Regions from separate parts of the Lactuca sativa genome. Here region 2 is linked to region 1. A link is a contact called in public Hi-C data. All regions are on one chromosome and are shown on one strand. The core of a region is the stretch at or near the end of the contact, and the rest is flanking DNA. Distances in the headings are between cores, read along the strand shown. Region 1 holds the start of LOC111879843 (GDP-Man:Man(3)GlcNAc(2)-PP-Dol alpha-1,2-mannosyltransferase). Region 2 holds the start of LOC111879895 (U-box domain-containing protein 1).

The links. Hi-C and Micro-C count contacts between places; a contact is called where the count stands out from the background.
Region 2: a Hi-C map of leaf shows a contact between it and region 1, with 2.8 times the contacts expected there. The contact joins the promoter of LOC111879895 here to the promoter of LOC111879843 in region 1. A contact is called at or near these places in 2 of 4 Hi-C or Micro-C datasets (leaf and seed).

Annotation. Positions count from the first base shown.
Region 1 is chr2:220,682,675-220,687,081 of Lsat_Salinas_v11, reverse strand. LOC111879843 (GDP-Man:Man(3)GlcNAc(2)-PP-Dol alpha-1,2-mannosyltransferase) reads right to left here and starts at 2,254. Exons shown (of 7, transcript XM_023876275.3): 1 at 1,792-2,254; 2 at 1,178-1,464; 3 at 887-1,073; 4 at 706-774; 5 at 414-607; 6 at 1-37. The coding sequence starts at 2,094. LOC111879850 (clathrin heavy chain 1) reads right to left here. Exons shown (of 27, transcript XM_023876287.3): 25 at 4,221-4,343; 26 at 4,032-4,142; 27 at 3,460-3,939. The coding sequence ends at 3,790.
Region 2 is chr2:221,084,824-221,089,230 of Lsat_Salinas_v11, reverse strand. It overlaps LOC111879895 (U-box domain-containing protein 1), which reads right to left and starts at 2,592. Exons shown (of 1, transcript XM_023876326.3): 1 at 504-2,592. The coding sequence starts at 2,567. The coding sequence ends at 504. LOC111879894 (UTP--glucose-1-phosphate uridylyltransferase 3, chloroplastic) reads left to right here. Exons shown (of 17, transcript XM_023876325.3): 17 at 1-324. The coding sequence ends at 18.

The DNA.
Region 1 (4,407 bases), core at 1,005-3,504:
CCCTGCAGTTGCACCACCCAATAGCCTTACTAACTCCCTGCAATCAAAACCAAAACCAATTTTATCCATTTAGTTATAGATATTATTAGAATAATCCTAATAATTAATACTTCAATGGCTAAATTAATAAAATAGTGAAAGTATCTAGTTTTTTTTTTTTTTTTTTTTGATAACCGGGTAACTGAAAAAAAAAATTAACAGGCAAAAACGTATAATGGTTTAACTAGTGTTATAATAAACATATTAGAAATAATAGTTTAGTGGCAAATCAATCAAATGGTGAAATTAAGTTGTAGTTTTCTTTATTTTTGCGCTTGATTTTCAAAACCAAATAAAATGATTTTTTTTAATACAAAAAGTAAAACAGTTTAATCACTAATGAAAGTAGTGATATAATGTGAAGTGAGACAAACCTGTAGGACACATTCTTATGGAACTCTACATCCTCTTCTATCATGAGTTCAATTGCTAAATCTTTCAAATTCTGTAATCTTGTTTCATCAGCATCGTTTCTACAGCTACCAACAACCTGGAGTTTAGGTCTACGAGTCTCCACATTCAGTTTCTTGATGCAAAGTGCAAAAGCCTGAAGCTGAACAGCATGTGCCTGACATAAAATTTTTATTTTAACCAAAAATATTATATCAGCTATCAAAGATCCTGCAAATTTTTAATGCTTTGAACACCTTTAATAAAAAACCACACCTTCTCTGGTCGAAATTGAGCCACTGAAATGATTTTAGGTGGTGTTGTTTCTCTTTCCAGTGGAAGTTCCTGTTAGGTAATTGTTTAAAAACAGTAACTAATATGATTATGATCTCATAAGTATAAGTATGTGTTAAAACTTAAAAGTATATAATTAGGTATGAGGCATAAAAAAACAAACCTGCAATCCAGTTGTATCACAAGGAGGATAAACTCGTTTAGTACGATTTGGAATTCTCCAAAGCTTTTCAATATGCGATTGTGTCCATGAAGAGTTTACCATTGCAAGATTTGCACAAGAACCAACAAAGCCATACATCCAGCTAAAAAATTTGTAATATACAACTTTCAACTGTGATAGCAGTACACTGTCATCACAATTATGTAAGGAATGATTAGCACTCACTAATCTACATAACTTCAATGATTTATGTAAAAACAACTAATGGAGTGGAACAATTATGCAACTAACCTTTTAGCAACAATGGCGTCATTATTATACATGGAACTCCTTGAATGAACACGAGAAAGCATATCTAAGCTGATTGTTGGGTAATGTGTGTAGCAGATGACTTTGCAACCAAAAAGTCGGGCGAGTGGATAGGTAAAGGCATATCCACTTGTATCCAGATAGTATAATGGAACAAATTTGGTCAAAGCTTCGTATGAAAGGTAGATTGAACCAAAACTTTGACCAATCATGGTGAAGCGAGGATATGTTGTTTCTTCGATCCATTTCCTTTCTTGTAAGTGCACAACCTGATAGAAATCACAATTATCATAAGAAATTAAGCAGACTCGGAAAAACAGCATGGATGAATCAACTAACGAGTTTAATCACAGTGTTCATCATCACATGATGCATCGAACTTAATCAGATTGTGCTTAGATTTCAACTTCATGGATCGGACTTGAAGTTCCTAAGCACGTCCTCACTTGACATGGACTGAATTATGCATAAATCACTTGAAATTATGCATATCTAGATTTTGTGATTCAACAGTTAGGGTTTACTAACTAAAGTTAATTTTCAGAATCATTAAATACGAATTTTAGGCATTTCATCACAGAAACATTGGAAATTACCTTGGGAGGAGAAAGCAACTTAACACCAAACCGATCGACGGCGCGGAGGATGAGGCTGTCAGGAGAAGCATCATGATCGCCGGTGTAGATAACACAATCAAGATCAGGGCGTTCTTCTTGAATAGCTTTAACTGCACACCACAAAACTCTTTCTCCACCTCCGCCGTCGTTGGTGTAAGGGTGAAAGAACCCTACGGCCTTCTTTCTGTCAAACCGGGCGACAATTAAAGCCCAAATGAATCTTATTACTTTAGTCAAAATTGTTGAAACTACAAATATCCTTATCAGTATTAGAATCACCATCTTCAGATGTTTTCAGCAGCGGCGGGTGATATCGAAAATTTAAACTGTGCTTGAGTTGAGTTTGGGTACTGGGTAGAAATAAAGCAAGAAAGAAAACGGAAGACTTCTGTGGTTATGCCATTGAAAGGAAAGAACTCGAGAGAGTGAAAATATAGTGACTAACAGACATACGTCCCAAGTTTTATACGGAATGACAAAAATCCTAACTTTTTTTTTTCTTTTGGTTTTTAAGTAGAGTTATTACTCTTCCCACTTAACAATTTTTATTGTTAATTCTGTTATTTTTATGAAAAAAAAAAAATGATCCATGTAGTTTGCAAAAATTTATGGACGAAATCCAAAAACAATTTTCAAATTAAATTACAAATCCGAAAAATTTTCAACTTACCAATCACGGACAAACCAATGCCCTCAATTTTAATCTTTTGTCGTCAGAAAAGTCTCACAATAGAATCCTATTGTCATCGGAAAATCTCAAATGCCGTTGGCTATGTTGTGCAAGTTGAAAAGTTTTTGGATATCTAGTGTAAGTTGAAATCTTTTTGGATTTTATAAATAATTTTTTGCAAACTCTATTAAATATTAAGGGGGTGTTTGGGAATGCTTTTCAAAACGGCTTATTAGCTTTTTGAAAAGCTAATAAGTCAAAAAAAAACATGTTTGACAAGCTCAAAAGCATTTTTTCAGAATAACTTTTCTATAAACTTCAAAAAGCATTTTTTAACAAGCATGTAAAACTTGTCTTTCTAAAACTGCTTATGGTTTTTCAACTAAAATAACTTCAAAAATCATTTTTTAAGCCAAACATTTTTTAATATATTGACTTATTGGCTTTTTCACCATAAAAGCTTATCCAAACACTTTTTAAATAACCCATTTTTCCACCACTACAAACAAATAAACATAAACATGTTTACCTAAAAGCACTTTTAGAGTGAAAAAAAAAACACACCCAAACACCCCCTAAATTAAAATTGCTTTTATAAAGAAAACTTGTAGCTAAGCATGTGGTTAATATATTTTTTAAAATCTGATGATGTTGTAAGGATAATAATACAGTATATCTTTTTGATTTTGATTTGATGGTATTATAAAAAGATCAATTAAAAGAAAATTTAGAAAGATTAGCAACAAATTATAATATTACTCGAAAAGAGAAATCCAGTGGTCGAGTTACATTACATGTAAATTGAAAAGAAAAAGTGCAATGAAATAAGGTAAAATCTGGAGGTGATGCAATTATCCTGGATTCGCTTAAATTGATTGGGATTGATATATAGATAGTACAAGTGTGTAAAAAATGGTGGATTTGTGTTTCTTGTGATAATAAAACAGGATACGAGAATACAAGCTAAAAAGTCCATATAAAAAGTAGCATAATACATCCTCCATCCTATTGAATACTGATCCGAATTGTTCTGATACATCATAAATTCATAATACATGATTATACTCCCTCATCTTGCCTATCCACCTGCAAAAAATTCCTCAACTACCCAAAAAAAATTACAAGAAAAACTTATCCACACCTATAAGAATTAAAAAAAAAAAAAAAAAAAAAAAAAAAAAAAAAAAAAAAAAGTAGAACCACGCCATATTTATTCTCATATCTAGAACAAATCTACCTTTTAACCCCCAAAACACACGACTGGAAACTGTTCAAGTTTGTTCTTTCAACCACCAATAATGAATGAATCAGTAAGAGCCCATTGGTGGCATTCCAAATGGTGGCATAGGCGGCATCCCCATTCCACCCATTGGTGGTGGTGGTGGTGGAGCAAATCCTCCTCCACCCATACCTGGTGGTGCAGGCAGCGCTAGAGGCAGTAGTTGAGCATACATGTTCTACAAATCAACCAAACCAAACTATCATCATCATCATCATCTTAAAAATAAAATCAAATAATAAGAGCAGTGAAACAAAGACAAAGACATACATGCTGCTTAATGACATCCTGCTCTTCATTCTCCTTGGCCTTGCTTTCCTTGGCTGCTTCTATCTTGTCCTTTATTAGTTCATCAACTTTCCCCGTATATTCACGGATAAACTGCAACCATATTAAATTAAAAGTATTAATAAAATTTATGAAATAAAGGCCCTAAAACCTGAAAATGATAAAATATACCTGAAGCAGATATGGGAGGGCAAAATCGATCATGTTGTTCAACCAGGCTAGCTCAAGAGCAACATCTGCACGGATTAGATCATAACAAACAAACAGACACGAAGCAAAGCATTCCTTCTTTCCCTGCGATGATGCATAACCCCAATTATATTATTATAATAAAACACTGAATTTACCAATTGCTCCC
Region 2 (4,407 bases), core at 1,343-3,842, 400 kb before region 1:
TTAGAGGAGGGATCATGAGATTGTTTACCTTTTGAGAATCATCGTTCACAGAAGAACCTCATCCCTTTCACCTTTCACCTTTCACCTCTGTGTGTGTGGTTGGTTGAACACAAGTTAAACCCCCCCTTCCCTTCAACCCAGTTATCGTTGTAATATTAGTATATATATATATATATATATGTATGCTGTATGAGCCTAGTTTGACCAGTAGGGTCTCATCTCATGTATTATTCTTTTATCTTAATTGTAAATTATTTGTAAAAACTGGTAAATGTATATCACATGAAATACAGTTATTCGAAGTTCCGAGGGTTATTCATATCATATCATGTACACGTAAGATTATTTGCAGGAGATGATTTATGTCTAACTATGAATTAGGAAGGGCAAATAAAAACAAGGCGTGCATTCAAAACAGGTAAAATAACAACTTCATTTATGTCATCTTCATGAATTTACATTTCCATTAATTCAAATCAAACGATCTCTGTATGTGTTTTTTTTTATTCAAAAGGATTCCTATACGACTGTGAGCAGCATCTGTTGAGCAATCTAAGCAAAGCATCTGCCTTTCTCTGAGCCTTCATGGATCCATCAGCAGCCAAGCTTTGAAGAGATGGTATACTCCTTGGATTCATCAGCAATCTTCTAGCGACTTCATCACCACCATCTTTACAAAGCCCCAATAACAGAGTAATGGAATTCTCCTTTCCTTTCGGAGATCCAAACCTTAAAAGATCAATCAAAATCGGAACCAAAACCTTACTCTTTCGTATTTCATCACGTCCCTCACAACACCCCAACAGCAACGAAAGCACCGCAAGCGCGTCATCAGTGATTCCCGCCTTATCATCCATCAACAAATCAATCAAAACAGGTATTGCCCCTGAAACAACCACATTCACTTTATTTACACTGTAAACCGCAAGATTAATCAATGCAGTTGCTGCATCTCTTTTCCCGGTTGTAGTTCCATCTTTCAACAACCCAATCAAATAAGGAATAGCTTTCGGACGACTCCCGATAACCACTTTATAATCATCAATTAGCGATAAGCTAAATATAGCCGCTGCTGCATTTTCTCTTGCCTCCATTGTTTTACCAGAACCCAATACGTCTACTATACTGTCTAACGCTCCTGCCGCCACTATCAACAGCTTATTGTTTTCAAATATCGAAAGGTTTAGAAGTGTCGTGACTGCATGCTCTTGAATTCTCGGGTCATGCGACGAAAGTAACGTTACCAGAAAAGGAATCGCTCCCGCCTCTGAAATTAACCTCCGGTTATCCATCCCGGTTTTCGCTAGCAATCTCAACTCATACGCCGCTTGCCTCTGGATATCAACCGAACCCATCGCTAGTTTTCCCACCAAAAATTCCGCTGTCATTTTAACCGCATCCATGGCGGATTTGGTGGCAGAAATATGATCAATTGCCTTTTCAGGTAGTTTCCGCTTCACACTAGGGTTTTTCTCAAAACTATGAGTCGATGAAGTTGCGGGAGCATTTTCATCCACGGGTAAGTTGTTTTCATCACAATATTGGTGAATCAAGCTTTTGAGCGCGTAGTTTGGAATGAGTGCCATGTGGATCAGCCGCTTCCCACTTTTGGGACACGTGTGGTGCCCAGAGTTAATCCACTGTGCAATTGAGACACGGTCGTATGTGTGGCCTGATGCTACAATTACCGGGTCCCGCATTAAATCGAGGGAAATCGGGCAACGGTATTCGTCTGGAATGTTGATCACCATCGATTGAGAAAACGAATAACGTCGACTCTGGGAATTTTTATCCTCCTCTTGGGCTATTGCATGGTCGTGTTTACTGAAAACGATCGATTTCGACAATGAAACAAGCGAAATTAGATTGTTAATGTTGGAAACCACAATGAGTCCACCGGTTCCCGCTTGCTTTTCCGCTTCCGCCTCGAGTTTTGAAATCTCCTCTTCGTAATCGAACGGCGTTTTCAAGCCGATTCGAGTCATAATCACTTTGAGTTTCTCAAAATCAATGACGGCTTTACTCCTGCTTTTACTTTTAGTACTAGCCATCATCACTTGAAGAAGCTCCTCTCTTCTTTGAACCTCTTTAGAATCGGTCATCAAGTCAACTCGTTTGACTTGCCTATGAAGAAGCTCCACTTGCTCCCTTGTGTCTGCGCCTATCTTCAACAAGCTGAGAGGTAAGATATCTAAAGCCCTACTCATTTCTTTTACAATCACATGAAACTGATTCGAAATGCTTTCTGCTCGAACAAGGTTCCATAAACAGCTACCTTGTTCACACGCTTGTATCAATGATTTCACCCTCCGAATAACAGAATAGAGCTCCGTCAAACACAAGATGGAAGAAGGTGGGAGTTGAGTGTTTGTTTCTTGAATCTCTTCGAACAGTGATGAAAGAAGTTTGATCCTTCTTATCATTGTTGAGACGTTTTTGGATTGTGTGATTGGGATTTTCTCTATGGTTGTTACTTCATTTGAGATTTGGATAAGTGATTCTAACAAAGAATCGGTTGGAAGAAAGCCCTGAGAAATCATGAGAGGAGGAGGGAGAGTTACATCCATGCTGGTTTTCTTTTCTTCTTGTGTGATTCATGATCAATGGTTAGAGGGTTTTTGGTTACTTGAATACATATATCTGATTATAAAAAATTGAATTGTTTAAAATAATTTTTGTCTTTCTCTGTTTGTAGTATTCATATAGATGACATGAAGTTGAAGGCAGGAGGAAAAAACAGGAGTCTCGGGCTGCTGCCATCTGGAGACTTTGCAGGCCTTTCTAGTAAATCCTATAATAATTTTATTCCCTCCCAAGTTTTATATTCATAAGAGCCATGTCAAAGCTTTGATTTTTTGCTTTCTTTCAAGCACCTTTCACCCCTTTTTTACTAGTTGGAAATATTAAATTGAATCCTATAGTACTCTTATTCCCTCCCAAATTTAGAGTCATTTTTTAATTCACAAGAGCCATGTCAAAGCTATGATTAGCTGTTTTTTGCTTTCTTTCACGTATCTTTCACCCCCATATTAAGGCATATTCGATGCTTTAGGATTTGTACCCTATACATAAACTGTAGTACAAGCATACACTACAAAGAGATATAGGAACTTGATCTTTCATTTGAGCCCTAACTATTTTTGTTAGCATGAAGACGACATTTAAACTACTTGTTATGATAAAATCTTCAACAAAAGAAGTAGGATATGGTTGATGCCTGATATGCAGTTCAGTATCACCTAATTATTAAGTTTCCATTTTTAGCAAGTGCATGGATATTAGCTGTTGACTTGGTGAATTGGCAGTTTCTTTTTAGATTATTAGCTGTTGAAATCAACATCAGCAAATCTTTCGTAATATTCCCGAGATGTATTTTTATTCTAGTCTAATATTCTAACCCGGTTTCGTAAAAATTGTAACATTTAGGTTTACAAAAATATGGTGAAGTTTGTTTAATGACAGGAAAAAAAAAGAGATTGTGTATGCTAAAAGCACCAATAATTTGTGAGGATGACAATGGGTTATTAAGTAGGAGGAGGTTGCTTTGTTGAAATTTTCCCAAAAGACTTGGTTTTATTGAGACCTATAAGTGTTGAATAAACAGAGGAAAGGACAAAATAAGAGCCTGATATTGGGCTTGGTAAGACCGATTAGTTTGAAATAATTAGTTGTACACCATTTTATTTTAATTAATTTATGTAGAATTAGAATAGGATGAATGATGAATGATGAGAGGTCCTTGTCATGTATGCATATTATATAGATGGTAAGAACAAGTCTTGTGAAATTATATTTTGGAACAAAAAGATGATAAGCCTTGACCTTGTCATACACATACACATAACACATGTGATGCAGTGGTTCTTTACAGTTAAAAGCCAAGACTTGGGAATTTATAAATTTAGAAGATTTGGTCAAAATTTTCTCAAAACAAAAAAAGGACCAATTGACATTGTGTCTTTGTAAATTATGCATTTTCAGCTTTATTATATGTATAGAGAGAATTAACATGGAGTTAGCATGACCACAATGACCTGGAAATGATTGTGACGATGCTCAAATGCCCAAACCAAACCAAACCAAATAAAAAATAAAAAAATTGTAGGTTGCCCTTAACTTAAGGCTTAAACTAAAAATTTAAAGGAAAAACAGCTGATGTTGTTTGGGTTTCAGGTATGATCAGCCGAATCTCAATAAACACTGAACCAAAACCTCAACAGAAGTAACTATGTTCCATGTGACAGGCTTTGACATCGGTGCTTGTTGGTTGTTTGTTTGTGCATTGAGTCATTCTTCTATGTGTATGAACTGATCAATTGGGTCATCTCTCTTTTCTATTTGGGCTCTTTGCCCATACAAATTATCTATACATTTTTTATGAAGCTTTCTTTTATGAAGATTTATACA